Regions from separate parts of the Pan troglodytes genome. Here region 1 is linked to region 2. Evidence: chromatin contacts called from public Hi-C data. All regions are on one chromosome and are shown on one strand. Each heading gives the region's core, a stretch centred on a gene start, on an enhancer-like site or on the middle of the called end of the contact. The rest is flanking DNA. Distances are from core to core; before and after follow the strand shown. Region 1 overlaps AK4 (adenylate kinase 4). Region 2 holds the start of LEPR (leptin receptor).

Region 1 (3,967 bases), core at 1,030-3,529, 200 kb before region 2:
GTATCATACTTGCACTGTTGCTGTCACTGAGAAGTTTGGTGGTTCGTCATGAATCGGGGTAAATATTAGAAATACCCAAGTCCTGCTCTCACTCCTAGATGTTCTACTCTAGGAAAGTCTGGGACAGGAACTGAGCATCCATCATCATTGATTTTTTTTCTTTTCTTTCTTTCTTTCTTTTTTTTTTTTTTTTGTTTGAGGCGGAGTCTTGCTCTGTCACCAGGCTGGAGTGCAGTGGCACGATCTCTGCTCACTGCAATCTCCGCCTCCCGGGTTTCATTGATTCTCCTGCCTTAGCCTCCTGATTAGCTGGGATTACAGGCGCCTGCCACCATGCCCGGCTAATTTTTATATTTTTAGTAGAGATGGGGTTTCACCAAGTTGGCCAGGATGGTCTTGATCTGTTGATCTCAGGTCATTCACCCGCCTCGGCCTCCCAAAGTGCTGGGATTACAGGCGTGAGCCACCATGTCCGACCCTGATTTTTTCTTTTGAGTCTTCCTTGGTGATTTTGATGTGCTCATCAAATGGAGAACCCTTGAAGTTGTGGAATGGTTTATTTCTATAGTTGTTCCTTCTAAACCAGCTTTAGGTACCTGTTGCTTGTAGTCTAAATCACTGGAATTAATTATCATCTGTGGTCTTTAGCAGGTCTGAATGTGAGAGTCCAGTAGGTAGCAGGTGCTATCCAACATGTTTTTGAAATTTTTCTTGCTGAGTTCAGCCTATTTTGTACACTTTGCATTTTACTCCTCCAGAGGGCTCTAGAGCTCAGCTGAGCAGACTGGCTTGTTACCCTCATTAGACAAAGAAACTAGCCAATAAGATTTGAGCTTTTATTTGTTGGAGGAACTAATGTTATGTTATCTTTTAGAGCTTCCTGTTCTTTTCTTTTCTAGTGCTTCCCCCGCTCCCAGCTCTCAACCTCTATCCGACCGTTTTCTTGTCCAGGTCACAGTTAGTGATGCTAGAACACAAGGTAGAGACTGTGGCTAAGCTTTCAGGTCTTAGAAGAGGGATCTCTAAAATTCTTTGTTTACATTTATCAGTGAGAAGGTTGAATTTACATCTTCAATATATGGACAATTATGTATAAATTATTTATTTACCCATGCAGTTTCACTAATGTGATTGCAGTGCTTTTTTTTTTTTTTAGACAGTCTTACTCTGTCACCCAGGCTGGAGTGCAGTGGTACAATCTCAGCTCACTGTAACCTCTGCCTCCCAGGTTCAAGCAATTCTCGTACCTCAGCCTCCCTAGTGTCTGGGATTACAGGCATGCACCACCAGGCCCAGCTAATTTTTGTATTTTTAGTAGACATGGAGTTTTGCCAGGCTGGTCTCGAACTCCTAGCCTCAAGTGATCCACCGGCCTGGGCTTCCCAAAGTGCTGGGATTACAGGCATGAGCCATCATGCCCGGCCACTAATACGACATTCTTTTAAAAGAATGAGCCAAGCCCTCCCTGCCTCCCCCTTCCCCAAAGTTCAAATATTTTCTTTCTGTACTTCAATGAAGATAACTTTGGAAGCCACTGCTTTAGAAAATGCTTTTCATTGATGTGGCAGAGGTTTGCGGGGAAAGAGTTTATAGATGATCTTGAGGTTGTTTGGGCTGTAGGTACCTTTCTTTTTTTTCTTTTTTCTTTCTTTCTCTTTCTCTCTGTCTCTCTGTCCTCCTTTTCTTTCTTTTCTTTTTTTTTTTTTTTCTTTTTGAGACAGGAGCTCACTATCTCACTCTGTCACCCAGGCTGGAGTGCAGTAGTGTGATTGTAGCTCACTGCAGCCTTGAACTCCTTGGGCTCAAGTAATCCTCCCACCTCAGCTTCCCAAGTACCTGTAACTACAGGCATGCATCACCAGTAAAAGCAATTTTTTAATTTTTATTTTTGGTAGAGATGGGTTCTCTCTACATTGCCCAGGCTGGCCTTGAATTCCTGGCCTCAAGTGATCCCACTGCCTCGGCCTCCTAAAGTGTTGAGATTACAGGTGTGAGCGACTGTGCCTGGCCTTGCAGGCAACTTTTTATTCCAATTGCCATCTTGACATTTTAGTGAAGAGTGAGTTGTCCAGGGAAAGGCAGAACCTGACAGTCATTGAGAGGGGACTTTATGTGGATGGCTCACAGGCAGTAAGGAAGGCTTTGGAGGAAGCATTGGAGAGTTAGCAAGCAATAGGTATCTGAAGCAGTAGCATGGGTAGATTTTGTCACATTCAACTCAGTGAGCACTCAAATCAGCTTGGCATTCACACAGACTTAGGGGTTTCAATGCAGTGCTGCATATTCATGTTTGAGCCACCAACTTCCTGCAGTAAGGAAAGGAATTCTTTGAATTGTAAGTGCTACAGGGCCATGAATACCCATTTTTAAGTTGTCATCTTGATACTTCCAATTTTGAAAGGGTAGAGAGGGGCTGGTATCCTTATCTGAATGGATTTAAAGTTTCTCTTCTGGATGTTGCATCTTTTATTACACTTTCAGCTGTTCATCTACCTGGTTCTTTAACTAGGATATAAAGACATTTTTTAAAAAAATGATAGTAGATCCAGCAAGATTTTTGTCAGAGCAGATAAACTGGAGTGATTTGTTTAGGAAAAAGTTACCACTGTGTAGCCCCACCAGAGCCAAACCTGGAGTTACATTTAAACAGGTCAATCTCTGAAGAAAAGTGTAATTTGGGGTCATATGACCTAACTCCTGAGGTCACCCAGGGCTTATACTTAAATCAGGAAAGGAAGAGATGCCCATGAGCCCAAATTTTAATTTTGTTATTTCCACACATTTAGAAAAGTAGGAAGAATAAGTTTTGCATTATCCCAATAGATTTAAAAACTCTAGTTCCTTTTAAAATCTTTAAATAGACTTAAAACAATTTCAAATTTTTTCCAGCTTTATCGCGGTATACTTGACAAGTAAGTGTATATATTTAAGGTGTACAGCGTGATGCTTTGATACATACAGTGTGAAATGATTACCACAGTTAGGTTTAGTAATTAACATATCCATCATCTCACATAGGTATGATTTCTTATGTGTGTGGCAAGAATCCTGAAAATCAACTCTGAGCACATTTCAAGTGTACAATACAGTATTTATGATAGTCACCATGCTGTTAATCAGATTGCCTACCTTGGTTAAAGTGCAGACTCAGGTGAAGGTCTGGATGGAGGATCATACTTTAATTGATTTAGACTCTAAAATAAATGTATATGGTTATTTTTGCTAACCTAAGAACCTACTCATAAATGGCTAGTGTTAAAATGATGTAAGATAAAATGCTTTCCCTTCACTTTTTTAACAGAAGTGGAAATGGAGGTGATGTAACTTGCCTGAGGTGACACAGGTAGTTAAGAGCAGAGAAAGGACTAGAGCCAGGACTGGTTTAGTGATTTTTAGTTTAGCGCATTTTAAATTTTTATCATATGATTCCTTAATCTTTGAGTCTTCCAAATGCAGAAGCTAGGTTATAGAATAGCATATTTTATTTTAATATTACATTTATGGAGGTAGATATTCTTGGTTAAAGCTCATTTTTAAAAAATAATTTCAACTTTTAGATTCAGAGGATACATGTGCAGGTTTGTGACATGGGTTTATTATGTGGTGCTAAGGTTTGGGATGCAAATGATCCCATCACCCAGATAGTGTAAAGCTCCTTTTAGAATGGTATATGCAGATTTAATTCTGTCACTGAAAATGTTTCAAGAACTAATTGGAATTGGGCAATAGCTTGCATTTCACTTGTTTTGTTTTTGGCATTTAGGTTTTCCTAGGACATTAGGACAAGCCGAAGCCCTGAACAAAATCTGTGAAGTGGATCTAGTGATCAGTTTGAATATTCCATTTGAAACACTTAAAGATCGTCTCAGCCGCCGTTGGATTCACCCTCCTAGCGGAAGGGTATATAACCTGGACTTCAATCCACCTCATGTACATGTAAGAATATACAAAGTGCTTTCACAACCTG
Region 2 (3,940 bases), core at 1,095-3,594:
TGGGGCCTTGTGCATTAGACTGGCCAAAGACAGATGAACAAAAGTAAAGCAAGTTTATCAACACGTGCGTTGTTCATATAGGTAACATGGGAATACTTAGAGATAAGCAACTCAAAGATTTGGTTAGAACTTGGGTTTATATAGCATATTAGCCAAGGAACAATAAATTTTTAAAGAAATGACAAGATAAAGGATCTTGAGTCTCTAGGGGCAGCAAATTGTCGGAAGACAAATATATGGGAGACTAGTTGCAGATAAAGGCCAAATACTAAGGTTTATCATGTAGATTTTTCTTGTATTGTCTCCAGGCTGACAGGGGTCTAAAATTGTCTCTGGTGATTAATCTTTGTCCTTCCTGGTAGAGCAGGCAGGAGGTACACCTTGGTAAACTTATATCCTGCTTTTTGGCAAATAGAGGGAGGGCAGAGTGCTTTTCTAGTACCTTGTACCTATCTGCTTCTTCCTAATTGCCTTCAGCTCAAAATAATCCTTAAACCAAAGTGGCATACACTGCCAATGCTCTTGAGTAGATTGAAGGCTCCAAAGTAAAAAGTGCTGTACTGTAGTATTGGATCTCCAAGCATCCGCAGTGAGTCAGGTATTACAATGCTGTTTTCAGTGAGTGTGCCATCCATCTATGAGGAGAAATGAGAGGAGCTAGAAAAATAAACTGACAGCTAGAAAAATACTCCACTGAATCAACAAATAGACATTTCTTGAAACAGTAACATGCTCAATGTGCAATTTTGAAAAAGTAAACTGAGCAAGGATCACGACACATGATGGTGGCGAGAATTTATACTTCTCAGGTAGCCAGGGGAAGCTAGGTTTCCACAGATTCCTTTGTCTTTCAGTCCTTTTGAAAACTGAGAAAAAGCAAGAGACGAGGGACCGCACCATCAGGTAGAGTGGATCTCAGCTAGAATGAGGGGAAGTGGCCCAGAATCCAGCCTCCTCCAAAGAGCTGTGTGACAGGCAAGTCCTATCCTTTCTGCTCCTCTTTCCTTAAATGTAAGATGAAGCATTTGGACCAGACTGTTTCAATGATCTTCTAGATTGCTTTTGCCAAAACAGAACTCTCCATTCCTGTGAGTAAGATAAGTACACAATGGCTCTCAGAGATCTAAAAACTGGCCTTGGTTACCTGCAAACTTTGAGGCCCCAAGGCACAAAAATAATAGCTTTTTTTTAAATTATTTTTTTTTAAGGTTCATGAAAGCTTCGGACACAAAAGCTTATATGGTCTTCGTCTCTATAAATAAACCAGGGAGTAAAGAAAAACCCCGCTAGTTTCAGTAAAGCGTTGCTATTAAGCAAAGCAAACCTATGCAAATATCAAGTTCTTAACGAGGAGTGTTTCCTAAGGGGCCTGTCCTCTGGTACCCCGCCTCTCCTCTGCCACAGTCATGTGAAGGCAGACAGGCACACACTCGCACACTAGCACGCACTTGGGAGCTCAGGGAACATAACACTGGTTAGTGAGTCGGTGTCCCTCTCCCATCGATTGCAACTTTTCCCCTCCTTCCCTCTCCTGCCTCTCCTCCCTTTCTACATCTCCGTTCTCAGGAAGGCTCAGGGAGGATCCCCCGCTGCGTGCACTGCGTTCTGAGAGGCCGGGGAGAGACTCTGGGCCCGCGGTCGGGGCGGAGCCAAGGTCCCAACCCACATTGAACGGGCTTGAGGATTACTTGGAGGGCTCAGGATCTAGGAGGAGGGCCCAGGGCACTGGGTTGGGGTTACTCTGGGAAAGCTCTGTGGGACCAGGTGGGACCTTGGGGCTGGAGATGGACTCTGCGAGCTGGGGGCGGAGTTCTAGACTGGCAGAAGCGGAGTTCTGGGTGGCGGAGGCGGGGTCGGGACCAGCAGGGACGGCCTCTGAGAGTTGGGGGCGGAATTCTGGGCAGGTGAGGGCTGGGGCGGGACAGGCAGGGGGAGGCCTCCGCGAGCTAGGGGAGGAGCTCTGCATTGTCTGGGGCGGGGCTTTGAGTAGCGGTAGCGAGGTCTGGAGCCGCAGGCGCTGCCTCCGCGAGGTAGGGGAGGAGCTCTGTACTGTCAGGGGCGGGGCTCTGAGTAGCGAGGCGGGGTCTGAACTATCAGGCGCGGCCTCTGCGAGCTGGGGGCGGGGTTCTGCACCGGCGGGGGCGGGGTTCTGAGTGGTGGGGGCGGGGTCTGGAGCAGCAGGCGCGGCGTTTGCGAGCTAAGGTCGGAGTTCTGCACCGGCGGGGGCGGGGCTCTGCGTGGCCGGGGCGGGCTCGGGATCCGCGGGGCGACTCCCGGTCTGGCTTGCGCAGGCTGCCCGGGCCGTGGCAGGAAGCCGGAAGCAGCCGCGGCCCCAGCTCGGGAGACATGGCGGGCGTTAAAGGTACATCGCGGTCCCCGGCTCGCTCGTCGTGTGGTGGGGTTGCCACCTCCGTTCCGGTCAAGCCTGGGGCTGCGCCTTCCGCGCGCCGTTGGGGAACGGCCTCACCACCCTTCCCGCCTCTCCGGTTCGGGAGGCGATCGACCGCTCTCTTCGTCCCTTGGGGTGTGGGTGGAGCGGCGTTTCGGGGGAGCCTTGGCCCTTTTTGCAAGGCCGCTGGCCTTCCTGCTCTCCAGTGGCGGCACCAGACCCCTCCCCAGGCGGAGCCCTCGGCGAGAGCGGCGCCCTCCACCCCTCCTGAGTTTTTAAACAAGGTTTCCACTTCTTGACGCCACCCTAACGCCTTTCTTCTGGTTTTCTGCTCCTCCGCAGTTTCCTATTTGCCACAAAGGACCCTTTGTCTCCAGCGTTCTTAGCATTGGGAAACTTAATCCTCTTTTTCCTAATGATTTTTCCAACTGGGCAGAGTTGACCGCGGGCGGGTGTCAATGGAAAGCACCCAGAAAGACGGTGTTTCTCGCAGTCGTGGAGAGTAGATTACGTGTAATTTTAATACTGCTTTCTTCGGTGTTTTCTCTGTTTATGGACAGAGAAGAAAGCAGTGTGTGTGTAGTATGTGTTTTTTGCATGGGGCAGTTGGTAAAAACACCGCGTCTCTTATCTGTATGGCTTCAGAGCAATGCGAGACGGAAAAGGTTTTTTGCAAGGCTTCCTGTATTTTGGTAGGAAAACATTCCATTTCTAATCTGTCGAATAGAGTAGCATGACTTGTTTTTATATTGGCGTTTATATCATCCTTGAAATTTGCACCCAAAGATATCCCCAGTTAACATCTGCTATAAACATGTAGATGGTATATATACGAGTACGCCTCTGTTCACTATGAGTTTATCCGAGTATGTGAGCTGTTAGCAGCAGACATTTTATCGTTATTTCTGGCTGACTTTTATACTTAATATCAGTTTAGTAAACATGGTTTACTTGAAGAGTGTCGACTGTGTTATATATCCATTTGAAGCCAATGCCGAAAACAGATGAAAAGTAGTGTCTCAGTACTACACATGATCAGAAACTACCAAATCATGATCACGTTTATGTGTGAATGTGTTAGAAAATTGTGATGTAGTGAAAAAAAAGGAAGTCTGAAATGGAAACGGACTAAGGGAAGGAAGCATTTTACAGATTGTTCAACTTTTATTGAGGAACTACTGTATGCCAGAGACTTAGGATACAAAGATAAATGAGAAGTTATTGGTGGGTGACAGAGCTGGAAATAATTATATTACTATGTCAGTGTTTATGTTGGGCTCAGATGCGGTGGGAGAACAGATGGTGGGTTGGATTTTGTCCTCCAAAAAGATGTGTTCAAGCTCTAATTCCCTAGTACCTGTGAATGTGATCTTATTTGGAAGTAGTATCTTTGCAGATATAATCAAATTAAAATGATAACTGGTTTAAGGTGGGCCCTAATCCAATGACTGGTGTCCTTATAAGAAGAGGGGAATTTAGACATAGAGACATACAGGGAGAATACCATGGGAAGACGGAGACAGAAATTGGAGTGATGCAGCTACAAAGCCA

Evidence for each region. Hi-C and Micro-C count contacts between places; a contact is called where the count stands out from the background.
Region 1: a contact with region 2 is called in a Hi-C map of induced pluripotent stem cells, with 1.9 times the contacts expected there. The contact joins the enhancer-like site here to the promoter of LEPR in region 2. A contact is called at or near these places in 2 of 7 Hi-C or Micro-C datasets (induced pluripotent stem cells and stem cell-derived neural progenitor cells) and 1 of 1 datasets of contacts at active chromatin or transcription factors (stem cell-derived excitatory neurons).

The regions. Positions count from the first base shown.
Region 1 is chr1:165,777,958-165,781,924 of NHGRI_mPanTro3-v2.0_pri, reverse strand. It overlaps AK4 (adenylate kinase 4), which reads left to right. Exons shown (of 6, transcript XM_513462.9): 4 at 3,764-3,936. Among named protein-coding and RNA genes, the nearest start is that of DNAJC6, 31 kb to the right of the region's middle. Within about 2 kb of position 2,279, at least 2 of the 24 cell types and tissues checked have an H3K27ac peak or open chromatin away from gene starts, as enhancers often do. A contact at or near this core is called in induced pluripotent stem cells, where this site is marked.
Region 2 is chr1:165,574,278-165,578,217 of NHGRI_mPanTro3-v2.0_pri, reverse strand. LEPR (leptin receptor) reads left to right here and starts at 2,344. Exons shown (of 20, transcript XM_001161937.6): 1 at 2,344-2,362. LEPROT (leptin receptor overlapping transcript) reads left to right here and starts at 2,131. Exons shown (of 4, transcript XM_009459949.5): 1 at 2,131-2,362. The coding sequence starts at 2,347.